Linked DNA regions of Rattus norvegicus: all the other regions are linked to region 3. The links are chromatin contacts, called in public Hi-C maps. All regions are on one chromosome and are shown on one strand. Each heading gives the region's core, a stretch centred on a gene start, on an enhancer-like site or on the middle of the called end of the contact. The rest is flanking DNA. Distances are from core to core; before and after follow the strand shown.

Evidence for each region. A called contact is a pair of places that touch in the nucleus more often than the background predicts.
Region 1: a contact with region 3 is called in a Hi-C map of liver, with 3 times the contacts expected there. The contact joins the promoter of Ntaq1 here to the promoter of Fam91a1 in region 3. A contact is called at or near these places in 5 of 12 Hi-C or Micro-C datasets (the Rat2 cell line, Schwann cells, liver and 2 more) and 1 of 1 datasets of contacts at active chromatin or transcription factors (oligodendrocytes).
Region 2: a Hi-C map of liver shows a contact between it and region 3, with 4 times the contacts expected there. The contact joins the promoter of Zhx1 here to the promoter of Fam91a1 in region 3. A contact is called at or near these places in 2 of 12 Hi-C or Micro-C datasets (liver and mammary epithelial cells).

The regions. Positions count from the first base shown.
Region 1 is chr7:91,571,656-91,575,336 of GRCr8, reverse strand. Ntaq1 (N-terminal glutamine amidase 1) reads right to left here and starts at 1,478. Exons shown (of 6, transcript NM_001025024.2): 1 at 1,250-1,478. The coding sequence starts at 1,338. LOC134479909 (a long non-coding RNA gene) reads right to left here. Exons shown (of 2, transcript XR_010053801.1): 2 at 3,112-3,681.
Region 2 is chr7:91,498,265-91,502,519 of GRCr8, reverse strand. It overlaps Zhx1 (zinc fingers and homeoboxes 1), which reads left to right and starts at 2,052. Exons shown (of 4, transcript NM_133620.2): 1 at 2,052-2,105.
Region 3 is chr7:91,857,184-91,861,208 of GRCr8, reverse strand. It overlaps Fam91a1 (family with sequence similarity 91, member A1), which reads right to left and starts at 2,129. Exons shown (of 24, transcript NM_001127578.1): 1 at 1,838-2,129. The coding sequence starts at 1,909. LOC134479911 (a long non-coding RNA gene) reads left to right here and starts at 2,148. Exons shown (of 2, transcript XR_010053804.1): 1 at 2,148-2,262; 2 at 3,936-4,025.

The DNA.
Region 1 (3,681 bases), core at 229-2,728, 290 kb after region 3:
GCTAAAACCTCAGTGCACAGACAGAATCAACCAACATACATTTCACATCCCAACAAAATATTTACTGAATAAATGAAAGATACAGAAATGCTCCAGATAAAAACTAGCAATGGAAACCAAGTGGAGCAGATATACAATGCAACAGCTAAAAAGCAAAGACTTCCAACCACCATGTAGACTCCAGATCTCATTCCATCACTTAGTTGTGTGGTCAGAGGCAAACCACAATCATTCTATGGTTCAGCCTTTGTTCTGTCAATAACTACCATAGAACCTGTCTCCAAGACATTGCTCTACCATCCACTCTCTGTGGACCCACAATCTGTGGGTCGTGGGGTTAAATATCCGATATTTACATTATGATTCATAACTGTAGCAAAATTAGTTGTGAAATAGCAATGAAATTTTTACAGCTGTGGATCACCACATGAGGCTCTGTATTAAAGGGTTGCAGTGTTGGGCAGTTGAGAACCAGAGCAAGCAACTGGACTTGGGTTAAAGTGGTCACGGCTGAATGAATGTTAAGTTCTTAGTATCCTTGGTAGAGTGAGGAGGAGTATGTTTACATGATCCTGAGATTTCTTCTGGGTTGGGGAAGCAGTCCCTACACAAAAGGAAGGTGAGGCCTGGGAGCCAAAAAGCCAAGGTGGACAGTGTTTGAGCTGCAGAGGTAGCCTAAGGGCACTAACCTCACAATCCTGAGGTCTTGTGTAAAACAGCAGCACCCTTTTGTGCCTCAGAGTTCTTCAAAGCTGCGATCACAACAGAGCCTACCTCTTGGGGTTACTGTGAGCTTCAACTGAGTTAATTTACACCGTGCACCCAAAACAATGTTTGGCATATGGCAAGGACAGTGCAAATGTAACCATTATCATCACGCCAGTTCGGTGATCAGGATAGCCAGTTGCATGGACTGGGTTTCCGGCTACCACAAACTCTGTGTCTCCATTGTCTTTAAAATTAAAAAGACCTCTATTTCAACCCGAAACAACACAGACCACAACAGTTACCGTAGGGTCTCCAGTCTAACTCCGCTACCTCGTCCCTGTGCACTAAGACGCCTCAACTCCACCCCACAGCCCTCGCCCAGTTATGGAGACCAGAAATGCGTTCCCCAACCTCCTCATCCCGGCGCCAAACCCGGGCAGTGTGGGCCTGCCGCGCTCGGAGCAGGACCGGGAGAGGAACGCATTGGTGGCGGCGCGCGAAGACGCGCAGATTCCCGGGGACCGCGCCCGCGCTCCCTCACCAATAGCAGCTGCTGTAGACACATGCGTCCCGCGTAGGGCAGGCCGGCTGGTACTGCGAGGCCGTGGCGGCGCGGCTGTCCCCCTCCATGACCCGAAACTGTGGCTCACAGAACAACTAAACAACCCGCTAGCCACAATTGTTGCCAATCTCCCAAGCGGAGAGGACAGGAGTGTAGACTGCCAGGACAGTTTCCGGGTAGAAGAGCCGGGAGCCGGGAGCCGGGAGCCGGGAGCCGGGTGGGCGGGACCCAGTGCAGCGTAGGGCGGAGCCCGGGACGACGAAGACTGCGTGGTTCCGGATGGGCGGGACTGGGAGAATGAGTGGGCGTGGGGCCTAAGGTGGGGTGGGGCGGGACTGCTGGAGTGGCGGCTGGGAATGCGAATCCTCGGACACCAAGAACTGTGTAGTTCTTGCTAGGTCTTACATGGTGGGTGGAGCCTGGGGCTGAGTAGGATCCACTCAGAGGCTTCTCTCGCCTCCGACCGAACGGTTCTTGAGCTGCGCTGCGTGGACCTAGTCGCCCTCAGGTGGAGGGATTGCTTGTGTTGTAGCAGTGTTAGGTATGAGTTTCCGGATACCCCTATTCTCCAGCTAAGGTTGCCAGCTGTATGAAACCAGAAGAAACCCTAAAGTAAGAGATTCTTGGGCATGACAGCTGAAGCTTTAGAAGTCGAGCAGGAACCGAGAAAGAGGGAAAGACTAAAATTGAGCGAGTGCATCCAAATCTGACCATATTGTATTTTAATTTCTTTTAATCTGGATGTGTGTGTGTGTGTGTGTGTGTGTGTGTGTTTTAAAGAAAAAAGTTTTAACCAGGTGTGGTGTCGGATAGTCCTTGCATCCTTGCATGCAGGAGACTGAGGCAGGAGGATTGCTTTGAGTGCAAGGTGAGCCTGGACTACAAAAGAATTTTTCTTTAAAAAAATTTATTTAAAGAGTCTGGATAGCATGTTGTGTTAACCATATTTATTTTCAGAAGGAAAGACACCAAATTGCTAAAAGTGTTTATTCAGGGTGAATGAAGGACACAGAGAACTCTCTGTAGACATCCCAGTTTCCTGTGTGTGCTGTAAGTGCTCAGAACGTCCCTGCAAAAACTGAACCTCTTAAGATTGGTTTATAGGCCACCCAGACTCTCAGCCTTCTGGGGCCCAAATCCCATAAAGTGCTGGTGGTATACTGGTGAAGTTTAGCTGCTTTCCAAAACCCATAAATCCTAAGAACTAAACATGTGTTTGTGTCTGTTACCAATTTATTGCTTCAGCTTGAATATTCAATTCAACAGAGGCTCAGTGGTGTGTGGGAGGGTGTCATGAAGCCTCTCTTGGTTGGTAAAATGAGTGTAAGGTTAAGCTTTCTGAGTAGAAGGATGGAAAGATTTTGCAAGGGCAAGAATCCCTGCAGTTTCGAGCAGACCAGAGCTAGTTCAGTCCATCATGTGTGATCAGCCTAACCTGCAGTGCGGTCAGCTCTGGACAGACACCAGAGCGTGGGAAAGCATGCTTGCAGTTGTAGGTGGACAGCAATCACACAATGGCCTTCATCCTCTTTCCTCCCCTCATAGCACTCTTGCCCCAGGTGCTGTGGGAATCAACCCCGCTGTTCTCAGACTCCCCCTCATCTGCCCCACACCACACCCAACCCCACCCACCTACCCCCACACACCATGGTCTAGGGGTTACCTGTCTGCCCTGCAACTGCACATCGTCCCACACTTTGGCAACTCCAGCAAACTGATCTGCCTTCTATTAGCCCTTCCCTTCCTCAATGAACAGGAACCAGTTTCAAGTTACTATTTACGTGGGTGTTCCACTCCAGCTGTCTTAGGGTTACCATTGCTTTGAAGAGACACCATGACTAAGTCAACACAAGAGACAACATTTAGTTGGGGCTGGCTTACAGTGTCAGAGGTTCAGTCCATTATTATCATGACAGGAAGCATGGCAGCATCTAGGCAGGATGCTGGAGTAGCTGAGAGTTCTACATCTTGTTCCGTTATGCCAGGGTAATGTTAGTGATCACACAGGAGCCAATCTGATGTAACTCAAACAAGGTCTTTATTCAATTTAAGCTAGCTCGGGTCTCCCCGATGCACCACTGTCACTCAGGATGGTTTTGGTTGTGGGGGAGCCCCGAATGTCTTATCAGGACAAGACTTTATAGTAAGCAGCAAGCAGGGAGTACGTGTGCAAGCATCTAATTGGAAAGCTACTGTAGCATTTAACATAATTGGCTGGTGCTGGGAATCATATCATAAACTTAACTTCTGCTCCCCTCTGCACTGGTGGTCATTAAGCAAGGGATGGGCTTGTAACCTGGGGGTGCAAGTTTGTTGGATGAATAACCTGGAAACACTGGTCTTGTGAGGGTGTAACCTGGGAACTCTGGTCTTATTGGGAATTAGCCTAGAGACTGGGAGCTAGGCTCAGG
Region 2 (4,255 bases), core at 803-3,302, 360 kb after region 3:
CACAGCCTTCCAGTTCCATGGCTTCCACATCTATGATTCAACCAACTGTGGATCAAAATGTTCAGAAAAAAAAAATCATGCATCTATGCTGAACGAGTCAACTTTTTCTTGTCTCCGTATGCTGAGTAGTTACGTACAGCAGCTCTTTGCCTGGCATCTACACCGTCCTGGTAGAGATGATGTAAACTCCATGGGGGCATTGCACAGATTAGATGCAAATTCCACACCAGTCAGTTTATTTAAGGGACGTGAATAATGCTCCATTTGGGTATTGTGGAGGGTTCCAGAACAATCCCTTTTAGATACCAATGGATGACAGGATGACCTTACTCAGTTTTATATCTCCTTTGGTGTCTGGCATGTGTGGTTCTCAAAAAGCAAATGGTCGAATGCATGAACCAAAGGTTGAATATCTGAATTTGAAATATTTTCTTTGTTTATAGTTAAATTCTAAACTGGGATTCTCAGTGGACCTGGAACTGTCTCTGGGTGAGCATAAACTGGTGTGTGTGTGTGTGTGCAACTTTTTGTCTTGTATTTTTCTTTTTCTTGTGAGGGACACGAGTATTTAAATACATCGTGGAGAAAGCATTGTTTTAGTTTTACTGATATTAGTATCGCATTACAAACTACTTTCTATTTTTTGTTCTTATTAAAAATTACGGGGTTGGGGATTTAGCTCAGCGGTAGAGCGCTTGCCTATCGAGCGCAAAGCCCTGGGTTCGATCCCCAGCTCCGAAAAAAAAAATTACACTGATTTCTTGACTTATTTGTACAAGTAGTTTACATTCTGAATTTAGTTTCAAGAAGCTAGAGTGCTGTTAATTTTTGTCTTAAGAACGGGCTGAGAGTGGGACAGGGTTGAGTACCTCTGCTGGTGAGATCATCATTAAGACTCAGCATACACAAGTTTTAGAATTTTAGGATGCAACTAAATATTGTGCGCATTGATTTCAGCAGCCAAGTCTTCCCTTCAAGCAAATGTAGAGTGCAGATTTTCGGACTGGTGTGGCTTGGTGGAGCTCTGTCACAAACACAAAGGGTCCGTGACTGGGATGGGGGTGGGGACTAAACATCCAGGCGCCAAAGAATTCTCTTACGTCCGGAGCCGTGAATACACAGAACACTATGAGTGGCTTCCTTTTGCCTTCGTGTGTATATTCATTGTAACAATGATGAGAGGGCGGAAAGACAGGTAGGGAAGATGATGAGATCCTCAGATGGCCGCGAAGGGGCTGGTGCCCACTGAGAGCTCAGTTTCAGTCAGTGTGGCTCGCAGTGGGAAGAGGGACTGCGGCAGCAGGCAGAGGCGGAAGGCTCCAAGTGGGGCCACACTCAACTTTTCCCGTCCAAAGCTGTAACTACGGGTCCCGCTGGACTCGGGCTAGAAGAGGCGGAGTTGCAGCTGACAGGAGCGCGGGACTGTTGACAGCGGGTGGGGGCGCGGCTGGAATCCAGAGGGCGCTCCCAAGGAGGAGCTGAGAGTGACAGTGGGAGTGGCTTAGGGAGGGGCGGGACCTTAGGAGTCGGGCTCCAAGACAGAAGGGGTGGCGGAAGACCAAGGCAGTTTCCACGGGAGACAGCGACCTCGGTCGCGGGAGGCGGAGTCCAACTTCTGACGACCGCTGGCCGAGCAATCGCCTGAGGGAGGTGGAGCCTCGCAAGGCCGGAAGGAGGAGCCTCTCATGATAGGGCGTGGCTTCTCGTGACAGAGGCGTGGCTCCCTCCTGACAGGGGGCGTGACTCTTCCTGACAGAGGGCGGGGCGGCGCACACCTCCCGCAGCGCAGGGTTCTAGAGGAGCGGCCTGGGTCGCATCCCAGAGGAGCGGCGAAGTCCTCGAGTGGGGCGCCCATCTCGCTCCGCCTCGGTTGGCTCCTCCTCGCAGCCCTTGTAGGCTTAGGGACCGGGAGTCTCTCTCGCACCCTAGCCTGGCGTCTTGGAGCTCCTGCCGGGCTGCAGAGCTCCGTGGGCCCCCCGCGCGAGGGCCCTCCGAGTGGTTCCGGGGTTAGGGTTCACAGGTCAGAGTTGACTCCCTGAAAAGTGCAGTCGCTCTGAAATGCAAGATGGCGGCGGCGAGGCGCTGAGGCGAGGCGGCCCCTGCAGGTAGCTGCGCGAGCCGGCTGGGTATTGGGCCTCGCGGTTGCGGGGCTGCGGGTGGAACCCGAGCTAGAGCTCGTGGCGAGTGGGGAAGTCTAGAGGCGCGGGCCCTGGCGCGGCACGGGACGGGCAGCAGCGGGGCAGAGACACCCCCACCCCCTGACCCAGCCCACGGCGCTGGGGCACGCAGCATCCGACCCCGAGGGACCGGGCCTGCCCCGCGGCGGGGCGGACAGAGTCTCAGCTCCCGGGTTCTCTCGAGGGTGTGAAAGCGAGGACGGAGCTCTGGGCGGGGGGGCTTGGAGGGAAAGCCCCAGTGCCTTGGTTGGGAGAGCACTGAGTAACTTGGGGGTGTTGAGGGGATGGGGTCTCCCTGAGGGGAGGACGTCTCTGGGCCAGCAGACCTTAACTACCGGGCGGGTCCTGGGGGAGATCTCCAGCGTTGGGCCTCCGGAGGCGTGGGGCCACCTCGTGGGGACGCGGCGCAGCCCCTCTGAAGAGTCAGCAAAGGATCTCCTGCTGGACTGTAGTCGCTGGCTTTGGGGTCAAAGCAATGGGAACATCAACAGGGAAGACTCAGAGTTGCATCTCTAAGAAGTATAATGCGAAGTATATTTTGAGGAAGACCAGGATTTTAGGGGAGAAGTTAATTAAAGAAGGTGGAAACACACTTGTCTCTTTCTGCAGAGGTACAGGAGCGTGAGTGCAGAGACTTGGGAGAGCGATGGACCAGAGCAATCTCCAAGCCTTGGGGCTTCAAGGGAATTGGCTAGGAAGAGGAAATAAAAAGGACTGGGGTCTGATGGCAGGGAAGCCGAGCCCTGACAGAAGCGCTTTCCTTGTGTATTTACACTGAAGTTCCAAGAGAGGGACTTAGAATTCTTTGTTTCGGTGCTCCAAAGGTACCAGTAAGAAACAAACCAAACCGAAGAATAAGATTCTGTTTGCTCTCCTTAGCTTAGGGATTAAGGTTCTGGGAAAAGCAATTGGAAACTGAATGTGGAGAAGAAGCGTAGATAAGGTAGGAATTGCTTACAGTACTTTTTTGTCATCAACCCTTCTCTAAAAGACAAAACCAAAACAAACCGAGAAGAGATAATATTTAGGAGGAAATTATAAGAGAGGCCGATTGAGAATTTGTGACGTATTTAGGGTGGGATTCCATGTAACTCGAAGAAGCAGTTCTCTTTGAGGTTAATATGATGCCAAATGAAAATCCGGAGGAACCACTCCTCCCCCAGGAAAAGCCTGTGTTGCGGGGTACACGAGTACACCTTTTTCTTTGTGGTGCTGCTGGTCATTGTATTTCAGAAGTCTTTGTCCTAACACTTTAATTTGTATGCAGTGGTAATTACCTGTTTCTTTTTAAACTGCCCTGAAAAGGTCATTATTTCATACTGGTAATGGGGATTAGTAAAAGTTTGTCCTAACAAGGCTACTGGCACTAGATTATTTCTAAAGAAGCAATTCTGATTCCAGATTCTAAGTGAAGGAAAAGCTGAGTGCTGTCAAGGACGGTAGTTTGGTAACAAGGCATATGAAGAAAAGGACAGTCATGAATATTTTCTTTACTTAGTTTCTCCATCCTCCAAGCATTTTAAAAGTATACAGACTAATTTTGTAAATTAGTAAATTTAGCAAAGTAAAATGCATAATCTTAGATTTTGTTTTGAATTGGCATTTCAAAACATAGTCTAGGCTGTCCTTGAAGTCATGGCAATCCTCTTGCCTCTTCCTTGTCAGTGCTGGGCTTACAAGCATGTACCACCATCTCAATCTTAGATACTAATTTTTTTACATTTATTATTTATTTGTGTTTATATGCAGTTATGTGCACATCCTACTGTATGCATGTGGAAGTTAGAGGATAACTTTCAGGAGTTGCTTCTCCACCCACTATGTAGGTTCTGGATATCAGACTCAGGTTGTCAGGCTTGGTGGTAAATGCTTTTACCGACCAAGTCACCTTACTGGCCCTTAGGCATTTTTTAAAATATAGAATTTACAGTATTTTATCAATGAATTTTTTTTGTAGAACTATCTCTTGATATATTTTATTTGACAGCTTAGATTAAAATGAGAGAGAGAGAGAGAGAGAAAAAACAAGAAAGAACCCTAATGACTTCAGTAACATATGGTCTGAGCCATTCTTATAT
Region 3 (4,025 bases), core at 880-3,379:
TTACCTCTAACAAACAGCTACTAAAAGCCAACGTTTAGGGTGCACAGATACTTAGGGCGCAAACCCTAACTCAGAATCTAAGCAGAAAAGGCAGCCTGGTGAGGTGATAGCTGTGGTGCGTGAGGGGTGACAGCACAGGGACAACACGGCTGAGGGCAGTGACTCTGGACTGGAGGGTTAGGGAATCTCTAAGAGACATCTGAGAGACAATCAAAAGAAGCTATAAAAGGCAGCTACTGCCAGTAAGAGGACTGGGCTTGCCTCAGCACCTCAGTCCATGCTCCAGGGCAGTGTGGAGAGGATGAGAAGGCCCTGCGCTGAAGATAAGAAACCACACAGAAGGGTGATATCATCTAAAGTGGACCTTAACTTCAGGAAACCATGGAAAGGCTGGAGGTCTGCAGAAACAAATGTGTACAAAGGCCTTATTGAGCCTAACACAAAAGAACTGGGCCTTTCAGTGGTTTTACACGCAAAAACTAATCAGTTTATATCTGGACTTAAGTTTTAGCACTGTCCTATTATTTAGTAAGAGCAATTAAGTTTGAGGAGGCTTTTGCCAATACTAATAGAATCAATTATTTAAGTTGGGTATAAGCTATTTAAAAAGGAAATAAAGGACTATTTATTCTACTTGTCTTCAAATATGTCTCAGAACATATTTGTCTAAAGGACAAAAAGTGCCAACCTCATTCAAACTTAAGAGGAACTTATTTCCAAAGAGTTAGACTTTTTTTCAAGTTTCAGAAACCGAGAAACTTGACATCTTTGACATTCTAGAGACCTTTGTCCCTGAAACACACCTTGCTATTATCTAGGATTCTGGTGTCTTAAAAGTATTTTGTCATGTGATGTTCACCAGACCCTTAACTCATCCCCTAGAACTAGGACTCAAAGTGAACCACAAGAATCATAAAACCATTATCACCGCCATTCCATACTTTTCAAAAGCATATCTGCTGCCTATCACCAAGAGAAACCAGAAATCAGTGGAACTGAACGAGAAATGGAGGGCAGAGAAACGGTGCCTTGAATGTGGCACACGCATCAAGGCCTTCGTAAGAGTTCAAACCACCTGTCTTGTTCAGTACTTTCATGAGTCTATTTACTCTGTCTCTGATAAAACAGACTCTCCGTGGAGACAGGATCGTTGTCTGAGTGCTGCAAACTATCTACATCCAAAACCAGGCATACAACTAGTAGGTGCTCAATAAATGCTGCTGAGTAAAACTACCATTCACCATTAGATTTAAAAAATAAAATAAAATAAAATAACCCTCAGGTCATGCTCCCGTTGACACATTCTTTACAAAACCAGCCTGTCTAAAGGACGAAGTCCGACAACTCAAAGCACACATACCCTTTCAAATCAGACCTGACTACCCTGCCAACCTCAGCAGATATTACTCTCACGCATTCAGCCGACACTTCCAAATGCATCGAAACACATCTCCGAGCCTTGGTGATGTCTGGAGACGTTCTTCCCCCTCCTTGGGGGAGGAAGGGCTTCGTCCCTTATCTTATTAACTTTTCTTGGTCTTCCAGAGCCAACTTTAAATGCTTCCAGTTACACATGCAACTCTAAATGGGCAACTTAACCTCCAGATACGCTACAGAGGAGGAACGTTTGAACTGTCTTGTACTGCCTTCTCCCACCACTCTTAAGTTTGGGGTCCGGGGGCTTTATTTTAGATCGTAGGCGCCTGGCTTATATAGAGTCTGCGGGCTGAGGTACCAAGAGTTCATTCAGCCTTCTTGGGAGACAGCGCACGCCCAGTTTTCCCGAGCCCTCCACGGTCCGCAGGTCAGGCGACACCGAAGCGGGGAGGAGCCATACCTGTTTCACGTTAGTTGGCAACTTGCTCCAAGGATAATTGTGCCGGATGTGGAACTCAACGTCGATGTTCATGATGCCGGAGCCCAGGCCCGCAGTGGCCGCGGCTCCCACGCCGCCTGCCGCCCGCGAGCGCCCGGCCCGTCAGTGGAGCCCGCGGGAGGCCGTACGTCTACGCCGCACGAGCCCGGCGCCACCCCATGGCCAGGCCTCCACAGCTCCGCGCGGCGCGGGCCACGGGGCACAGTGGCGGGGACTACGACCCGTGCCTCAGCAGCTTCAAGTTTCTTCCTAGTTTCGGCCTGCCGGAAATGGCTCTTTGCCGACGTCACTTCCGCTCACTGGCCTGCGGCCGAGTGGAGCTCCGCCCCCCAGCACGTGGTTGAGCCGCGCGAGGAAGGCGGGACCCAGAGACCCTCGGGAGCCGGGTTAGTTGCGCCTGCGTGTAACAGAGGCTCTGATCTGCACCGCTGAGCTTGTGTGACTCAGTTTCCCGAATATGTGTCCCCAGTGGCTCTGGACAGGCGGCTAAAGGCACGGCGGTCGGTTGTCTTAGCAAAAACGCTGCTAATGGAAGAACCACTCTCGCCACCCTGCCGAACAAAACAAGGTCCCGGAGAACTCGAGTGTGCCCGTCCCCCAACCCCCACCCATTGACCTAGAGTCGCTAGCGGCGTCATCCCTTCCAACCATTGGCTGTATCCTGGGAATGGAGAACGTTGGACTCCTTCCAAGATCCAAATTCTTAAAATGTGGGGATTTGAGGTGCAGAAATTTTAACTAGCTTCAGTAGCTTTTTAAACACGGAACTCGGGTTGATATTCGTACAGCTCTCCTGAGGTCTTTGGGAACAGTTTCTTCCAGAGTGTATTGTGTTTCCTAAGCAAGCTCATTTAACTGCAAGACACAACTTCCGTGTTTCTTTGTCAAGTTTTCATTTTAAAGCAATGTTTTTAAGTCATGTTTCATTATACACTACTGATAACAAACTGAAAACATTTAAGATGTTTAATCTATACCTCAACAACTAGCAAGTCTGAGGCATACCATTATATCTAATTAGTTGAATATTATAGTACACACGGCTCTTACATAGGTGTGTTGTTCTGGTTAACCAATTGCAGGAGCTTCGTACCCTATTGAGACCCTCCTTAACATAGCTAAATAGTACTGAACCCCAACAAAGTAGCAGAATTCAAAAGTATGACCTGCCTACTATATATCAATCTCTTGCTTTGCAATAGATTCTTATCTCTCAACATTCGGTGAAACATTGCTGCTGCTACTAGCCCTAGCAGAAGAAGAAAGCGAGGTTGGCAAGGTTACATGACTAGTTCACAAGATCGCTCAAGTTTGACAGAGCCCATGGGCTTTTACTATTTATTATTTTATGTCTGAGTGTTTTGTCTACATGTATGTGTAGTGTGTGCACTACCTGTGTGCCTTGTGCCTTCAGAGGCCAGAAGGGGGCATCAGATATCAGGTGCCCAGAAGTTGGATTTCAGACAGCTGTTAGCTTCCATATGAAGGGTAAACCAAGACCCTCTGCAAAAGCAGCAAGTGACTTCAGCTGCTGAGTCAACTGTCCAGGCCCAGCCCAAGGCTGTTTATTAGAACCACCTTTTGAATTCCTCAGGGGTAACCTTCACAGAAATATTCTGCCTCCTTCTCCAGTTTAGGAAAATTCACTTAGAGTTAGTGACATAAATCACCCCCTTACATTTTTCATAATTCTGCATGTGGAAAAAATTATTCTTCAAAATCTTTTTTATCTAGTATAATGTAAGTAACAAGAAAATTAAGGACATCATTTTAAAATCCCCACAAATTTTTATTTCAACTGCTAATAACAGTTAAACTGGCCTGAACCTATCCATCCTTTTTCTATTTCAAATAATAAATCTAATTTGAACTCAACCGAAACTAGTAATGGTGAATGGATGCCTGCTAAATCAGTACAGACCTTTGAAAATCTTAGCCATGGTGACCTGTAAAGGCTCTCAGTATGTAGCCCCCAAAAGCAGACTTTTGAAGGAGGAAATAGCATTAGGTCAAAGCTATGTGGACAGGAAGAAGACAAATAACAATTTTTCTCCCATAGTGGGACCCAGAATCAGATCAATTTATAAAAATACAAGATGCTCGTGGAAGGACTGAGCTGCCTCCAGTTTCCTCAAAAGGCTAGGAAACA